2 separate regions of the Cricetulus griseus genome follow, and region 2 is linked to region 1. Evidence: chromatin contacts called from public Micro-C data. All regions are on one chromosome and are shown on one strand. The core of a region is the stretch at or near the end of the contact, and the rest is flanking DNA. Distances in the headings are between cores, read along the strand shown.

The links. A called contact is a pair of places that touch in the nucleus more often than the background predicts.
Region 2: a Micro-C map of the CHO-K1 cell line shows a contact between it and region 1, with 3 times the contacts expected there. The contact joins the promoter of Aco1 here to the promoter of Smim27 in region 1. A contact is called at or near these places in 3 of 8 Hi-C or Micro-C datasets (the CHL-YN cell line, the CHO-K1 cell line and liver).

The regions. Positions count from the first base shown.
Region 1 is chr2:102,286,495-102,290,388 of CriGri-PICRH-1.0, forward strand. Smim27 (small integral membrane protein 27) reads right to left here and starts at 2,216. Exons shown (of 3, transcript XM_035439927.1): 1 at 1,723-2,216; 2 at 1,153-1,344; 3 at 612-837. The coding sequence starts at 1,197. The coding sequence ends at 715. It overlaps Topors (E3 ubiquitin-protein ligase Topors), which reads left to right and starts at 1,041. Exons shown (of 3, transcript XM_027403374.2): 1 at 1,041-1,198; 2 at 2,381-2,578. The coding sequence starts at 1,196. It overlaps Ndufb6 (NADH dehydrogenase [ubiquinone] 1 beta subcomplex subunit 6), which reads left to right. Exons shown (of 3, transcript XM_027403379.2): 3 at 18-196. The coding sequence ends at 86.
Region 2 is chr2:102,423,235-102,427,128 of CriGri-PICRH-1.0, forward strand. Aco1 (cytoplasmic aconitate hydratase) reads right to left here and starts at 1,823. Exons shown (of 21, transcript XM_027403382.2): 1 at 1,666-1,823. It overlaps LOC103160299 (a long non-coding RNA gene), which reads left to right and starts at 2,168. Exons shown (of 5, transcript XR_003482911.2): 1 at 2,168-2,481.

The sequences.
Region 1 (3,894 bases), core at 966-3,465:
TTTACTTGTTTTCCTAGGGTGATACAATTCTGGAGACTGGAGAAGTAATTCCGCCAATGAAAGATTTTCCTGATCAACATCATTAAAGAGCACTTAAAACTTAAAAGACTTGTGTAACAGCAAAAGTCTCTTCATATAGTTCGTATTTACTGAATCTGTTTCCTGGAAAAGTAACTAATAAAGCTTATTCTCAGAGTGTTGTTAATATTTCTTGAGACCGACAGTAAAAAAGACAAATACTAAAGAGCCATCAGCTACTTTTTTCCTGTCCGTTTTGATAAACAGGATGCAAAACACGTTTTAATCACGTGATAGGTTTGTTTACATACTGATGTGGCATGAGGTTATGAAGTGTTTGAAGCACTAGAATGAAAATCTATGATCTGGCCCTGTAGTGGTGGCACACGCCTTTAGTCCAAGCACTCAGGAGGCAGAGGCAGGCGGATCTCTGTGAGTTTGAGACCAGCTTGGTCTACAAGAGCCGGTTCCAGGATAGACTCCAAAGCTACACAGAGAAACCCTGTCTCGAAAAACAAAAAACAAACAAACAAAAAATCTATAACCTGATACAGAAAGAAAGGGCTGTTTGATCCATATGAAAAATTAGCATGCTAACGCGTATCACAAAAGACCATACACAATTTTGTATTGTGAATTTTACTTTTAAGTCTACATAGGTGCCATTTGAGGGACAAAACCAGGTTTTGCTGGGAACTACCAAAGTTCGTTCATTTCAAAGAATTTGTCTGGAAAAGCCTTCTGTAGCTGTCGTCGTGCAGCTACAGTTGATGCGTAGATGACGAATCCCCAGGAGAGCAAAACGATCACAAGTAGCAACTAAAAGAGGGGAGGAAAGGCGAAAAGAAAAATCAATGTGCTGGGTAGTTGGCCTGCTCAGGCCAGGTTACCAGCTAGCTACAGGTGGGAGCAGCCTGTCAGGCACTAGGACCCAGGCCTGAGGCCAGGGCCCGATAGCCATGACGTCAGGGGCGGAAAAGCGTGTCCTCCAGGAAGAGGCGGAGTCGGGGGCGGGGCGTAAACGCTCAATATAGGAATGGGTTTTGGAGTTCCGAGCTGTAGACGAACAGTCGGCCTTTGCCTCGCGGGCAGAGGGGTGCGGCGCCTGGGAGTTCCATCGTCCTCGCTACCTACCGCGGAGTAAATCCAGTCCAGGGTGCGGCGACTCACGGGCCTCATGGTAAGGGATCAGCAGGGGTGGGGTGGCGCGGACCTAGAGCTCGCTCCCCGAAGCCGTCCGCCCCGCTGCAGCAGCCATCTTTCCGCGGTTCCCGGCGCGCTTCCGCCCGAAGTTGGGGCGCGTCACGTGATCCGGGCCTAGCCCGCCTTTCAGGCAGCGGAGGAAATAAAAAATTTTAAAATCGCGCTTTTTTTGCGCTTAGATGGACATTCCTCAGTCCCCTTTTCCTCCAGTCGCAGTGCCTTATAGCGCAGAATAGTGTGCCATCGTGTGCATGTGAGTTTATTTGAAAATAGGCTGTTAGAATTAAAGTTGCCGTCCCATACCCGCGTCCGTTTCCACAAGATGTGGATAAACGATTATATGTGTATGCTTGGCACGAACAGTATCATCCACTCCCTTATGTAACTGGAGAATCGTTGTAAACTGTTAGTTCGGCCATTCATCGAGAACGTCTAGTAAGAATGCTGTCGCTTACTACTGGGAATGTTTTTAGATATGTGGCATTTTTAAAAATGTGTTACCCGCATGGTGGACCTGCCACTCAGCAAGTGTCGACGGGATGTTTAATCGAGTCTAGGACCTCAGCAAATGTGAAATACCAAGTCCCAAGGAGAGCAGTTTGGCAGGCGGGCAGCTCGGCCTGAGGATGCTGGCGACGTCCGCCCAGGAGCCCTGGCTGGCGGAGCCCGGACTGCGCGGCTTCGGGCGCGGATGTCAGACACGGTTTTAGTCTGGATTGCAGGGGCGGGAAGGGGAAGCAGGCCGCTAGGAGACAGGCGATGGCTGGGGAAGTGCTCGACGCCTGGTGTTCATCCCAGCTAAAGAAGACATGGGGACGAAGGCTCTGTGGGACTCGGTCCGATTCTTGTTACACTCGAGAGGATTACAGGAACTCGTCGAAGTTCGTGGGGTTTCGGTTTTTCCGCGTTATTTGGCAGCGATGAGTTCGTGCCTTTCCGCCCCCACCCCCAAACACGCGCCCCCCGTGGTGGGGGGCTGGGCAGGGTCTGGCGTCTGCCCTAGGCTCCGCCCCCTGCGGGCTCCTTCCACGGCGCACGCGCCCGGAACGTGGGGGGTGGGGCCGCCGTTTGCTGGGCGGGCTCGGAGGGGGTGGAAGGATGGGCCTCGCCTTCTCTCCGCCCCCAAACTGCCTTTGGTGATGAGCGTTCTACGTCACAGGGGTCGCAGCCGCCGCCGCCGGGGTCTCCGCTGTCTCGCGAGGAGGGAGAAGCGCCCCCTCTGGCGCCTGCTGAAGAGGGGAGGCGCCGAAGCCGCCGGGTACGCCTTCGCGGATCCTGCCGCCACCGGCCGAGCTTACTGAACCGACGGGAGCTGGCCTCCAGCGGCCCGGCCGGGCCTGCCCCCGCGTCCTCGGAGGTGAGTCCGGTTTGGCGGGACCGGGAACGGGCCTCCGAAGGCCGGGGTCGCGATGTCGCTACGACACGGGGGCACCTGTGGATCGGTGGCGGTGGGCGAAGGAGGGGAGTGTCACACAGCGCCGCCCGAGGAGCGCGAGCTTGAATGAATACTGGAAAGTGCAGTGTGTCCCAGCAGAACTGCGGCCCCTGCTAGGAAGTGTGACCTTGGCGAGTCCTCAGCCCCTGGACCCAGTCTGTGAAATGGGAGTAGCATTTCAGTTGATCCTTGTTATGTAATGTATGTCGTGTGTCTGTCTTTCCATCCATGCCAGCCGTTTTCAGGGCAAGGAAACCACTAAGACAGTGAAGTTGTGCAGTATTAAACATGTGGGCGGGCAGGGTTTGTGTGCCTTGCAACTTCATCACACATCTAGTTAGTGCAGCTTTCCTTCTGGGCTGGTAATTCTGATTTGTAGACTGGAGAGGGGCAGTGAAGAAGTAAGCACAGGGATTTAAGACTGAAACTGGAAAGCGTTTTTTGGTGGGTAAGTTTCTAGATTAAGAAACAGAGAAACAGGTGCTTAAGATTTAAGCTACTAATAGGTAGAGATTGTTGTTTGGGAGGAATTGAGGGTTTGGATTTTTAGTACATGAAATGCAAAAGGAAAAGCCGCAGTTGGCGCACTCAATCATCTTATCTGGAGTGAGTGGCTTTCACGGGGAATAGTTCTCAAGCAAACCCCTAATGCCCCATTTTGGGGCAGGGACTCTTGTAGCCAAGACTGTCCTGGAGTTCTTTTGTAGCAGAGGATGACCTTGATTTTCTGACTACTCTTGCCTTCCTCTTCCAGTGTGCTGGGAATGCAGGGTATTCCAGGGTGCCTGGTTCGGATAAATTATTTTTATACTGATATTTGAAATCTAGCTCCAGCCTTCAATCCCAGCGCTTGGGAGACAGGCAGGCTAGTCCCTGAGTTCGAGGCCAGTGTAGCTTAGAGTAAGTTCCAGGACAACAAGGGGTACACAGAGAAACCCTGTCTTGAAACCACCCCTCAAAATAAGAATTAAGTTTGGTCACTTATGTCCTATAACTTTTAGAATTGATTACTCAGACTTACAAATAGAACCCAGATGGCTTTTAACAGCCATTGTTCTTGTTTGTCTACATCTACTTGTGAATGTTATTAACCACTTTGCTTAGATACATTAGGTATATAATTGTTATTTATTACTATTGACTATTTTTGGAAACCTATCAGTTATTGATGATGGTCACTATCAAAATCAAACTTTTCCATAACTTATGCTGCTATGTTGAGTTCTTACTGTTCATCA
Region 2 (3,894 bases), core at 573-3,072, 140 kb after region 1:
TGTTGCCTATGGCTGTTTTCACACAGCAGCATAAGAACTGCATGGTTGTAGTTTTTGCTACAACCCCGCTCTCTTACACAAGAAATTTTCAGATCCATATTAGCATATTCTAAAGACAGTTTTTTGTTTTCCTTCTATCAAACATTTTGGAATACTTGAATAACACACTCCATACCTAGTATCTGGCTTCAAATTCATAGAGATTTGCCTACCTTGGCCTCCCAAGTGCTGGGATTAAAGGTGTGTGGCACCACCGCTGGGCTCACCACCCTGATACTCTAGAAAAGACCTCTCAACTACTTGGCAATCTTACACCAATCTCTATACATTTGGCATGGGCTCTCTCTCTATACATACTTCTCAGAACCCACCAGTCCAGTTTGCCACATCAATTCTGCAATCCTGATGCTTGTGTGGGTCAACTCAGCAGGCATAGAAACAATCAAGGCGCACGTGAACACCCCTGAGTTTGCAGAAGTCACCATCAAGTGTGGGGATCTAGTACCTAGTTCCAAAGTGAGGTCAAATGGTCCTACATATCGGAGATTAACACTTAACACTCTACATGGTGCTGGGAGGAAGGTTCATAAACAAGGTAGGGAATCCTGTGAACTAAGCCTCCGAAGCATACACTACCCCAGTGGTTCTAAGGTGTGGTGCACAGAGAACACTTAGGTAACTGCAAGGTCAAAAGCACTTCCAAACAATATGAAGATGCTACATTTTCAGGAGTGTACTTGAAAGTCTCTAGAAGCTACATGACATGTCATCCCGCAATGCAGAAGCAGATATAAGAATCCAGCTGCCAGCAGGTGGTGGCGGCGCAGTCCTTTAATCTCAACACTTCCATAGGCAGAGGCAGGGGGATCTCTGTGAGTGCGAGCACAGCCTGGTCTACAAAGTGAACGAGTTCCAGGTCAGCTAGGGCTGTTACACCGAGAAAACCTATCTCGGAAAAAAAAAAAAAAATCCACCTGTCTTCTTCTAAGCAGAGATTTGCAGAAATGTAAAACAATGCCACTCTCAATAACTTTGTTTTGGAAAATATAGGATTTTAAAAAGTGTTATGTTAAATATAAGTGGCCTGTTCTGAATTATTAAGTACATTAAGTGTCTATAATTTTTATTTATACACGGCAAATATCAATAGGTACAACTCATATAACAAAGGTTCCTTAAGCACACAAACGGTCCTAAGTCCAAAAGTTCAGCAACTTCTGCTTAGAGGCTGTCATGAGTGTTGCAGGGAGATGTGTGGTTCTAGTGTACCGGCCTAGCCAACTAGAACAGCCCCGTTCACCTTGGGTTTCTCAATCAATCACCATGATCTCTGAACCCGACCATTCCATTGAGGAGATCTCTAGCCCTCACCCCACTTCCATTCGTCCCCTGTTGGCGGGCGCCTAATCTGCCGGCCACAATCGCAGCCTTCTCTATCCCGTAGGCCAGGCCTGGCATACTCCCCGGCGCGGCTCTCACAGCCAAGGCGAGAACTCCCGGGGCGCCGAGTGGAGCCACTCCCAGTCCAAAGAGACGCAGGCTGAGGAGCGGGAGGGGAGGTCACCCCAGGAGCGAGCTCGGCGGCCTCCCCCGGCTCGTCCCATGTCGCCGCGGTCTGCAACGTGAAAAGGCCTGCACGGACGCCCGGGACCGCGTGGTACTCACCGCTCACAGTGGGGCTCCGCTAGCACACAGACGGGTGCTACCAAGGACCCTGGCCAACTCCGCGCTGCTCCCGGTAAGCGGTCCTCCGGGCGCTCCTGTAGCGAGGCGGGACCGCGAGCGATCGGGCCGGAACCAGCTGCGGCCGTAGAGGGGCGGGGCTTGGGCCTCACTACGCCCAGAGGGGCGGAGCCTGAACACCTCCCTCAGGAGCGGCTGGCCATCGCCGAGGGGCGGAGCCTAGACCCCCACCCTTCGAAACTTAAGGGGCGGAGTCTAGGACCTATTCCGCCCCAAGGACCTGAACTTGAAGTTGCGGCCAAGGGGCAGAGCCTGGGACACCTCCTCTTTCTAGAACCTGCAGACAGGCGGTGATCGAGGGGCGGGGCCTGAGATCTACACCGCCTCGAGGGCCGGCCCTGGGGGAGTTGAGGCCGCTTAGCGGAGCCTGGGCTCGCCCCGCCTACTTCTTAGATCCCGAGAATCTGGGCCCTCTGGCGGGGGCAGAGCCTGAGACCTGCTCAAACCCGCTCTGAGCTGCCCAGGCCTGAGGGCCTGAAGCTGAAGGCCTAGGAGCTTAGGCCCTAGATCATCCTGGCTCCACCCCGTAGGCGGGAGACACTGGACCTGGGGCTGAGACCAGCATTGCTAGTGGCTCAGCCCCAGGAAGTGGATAGCTGACTTGCAGTCTTTTCCTTGTCGGGAGCACGAGAGAAGGCTGACTGGTGCAGGGTGTGATGTGTAACTGTCTGACTGGCGCAGGGAGTCCGAATAATAAGAAAGATATCTTCTCCCCACCTTTCTTTTAAAAGCTTGGCGGTAAGTACAGGCTTCATTTTCTGAGTGCCTCAGTACACTACATGGTCAGTCATCTCCCTGCCTCCAGTTCCGCCCCTACCCCTTGTCCGTCACTTCTTGTTCTCACTCCAATTCTTGTTTTGTTTAGGGTTCTTCGTGGGGTTTTAGTTGTTTAGGAGTTTTGGTATAGTTTTGAGAAAGAATCCCAAGGGGCCCAGGCAGGCTTAGAGCTCACTGTTGGGTGGAACTCAGTCTGTCCTTGAACTGCCTGCACCCACCTTTTAAGTACTGCGATTGCAGTTGTGATTCACCATGCCCAGACCTTTTAAAAAGTCAGTTTTCCTGTTTTTAGTTGGACAAAGCATGAGAAGTGGACATCAGCAATATTCCCTATAAACAGGACCTCAACATTTCTGTGGCTTACTCAGAAAGGCAAGATTTCTGTGTATAAAACTTTTTTTTTAACCTATTGCGACCCTTTAAAATACATGTCCATTGGTCTAGTGTGGGCAGTGGAGCTGGGTGTGCCTTCCGTATGTACGTTACATGCAGTTAGTCTCTCAAGTCCATGTGAATTCAAAGATGTGATTAGCTCTACGTGGAAGGTGGTAAGGTTTCCCTGCCCAAATTACTTGGATAATCACTGTAGATTTCTACATTGAGTTAATGTAGTGCTGCTTGAATGAGCAACATATAGGGCGAATGACTAGTAACTAATACGCCCAACACCTGGCTAGGGACAGAGGCTGTGTGCTGTTCTAGGTTGCTCCTTTAGTGTTGTTCCAGGGACTCACAGGCTGGGCTTCAGTTCCAAGCTGTCAAAGCCTGAGGCTTGTTATTGATCCAGGTACACAAGGCAGAGCTTGCTGCTCAGGATGTAGAGTGCCCAGTGCCCAGTAGTTACAACTCTTGAATTTCAGTGTAAGGACCCTTGATGTCAAATAGACCAAGCTCTGCAGTACCCACTTTTTGTTCTTCAGAGCCCCCTCCTTCCTGCCCTGGAAACCCTTTAGTTCTTCCCTAGTGTTATAGCTCAGAGCTCATGGAGGACTCTGGAATTCTTAGCTTCTTTCTGTGTTATTCTCTGAGCTTTGGCTGTTGAGTCTCTTAGCTCATGGTGACTCTGGAACACTTCAGCTGCCTCCTCCCTGCCAGTGCCGGTGCTTCTGCCATTGCCATCAGATGTGGACGTCTTCAAGTCTTATCTTCCCTCTGTACAACCTGCCTAGCTTGATGAAGACCGTAAGCAGGCAAAGAGATTATTTCTGAGGTGCTATTACTGTGCCAATATCGAAATCTCAGGAGGCAGTCCTGCAGACAATTAACAAGACAATTAGGGGAAACAGTCTGCTTACATAACCAGAAAAGGGGCACGACAAGCTTGTGTATGGATTATAATTCCACCAATTACAGCCCTGCATATGCATAGTTCTA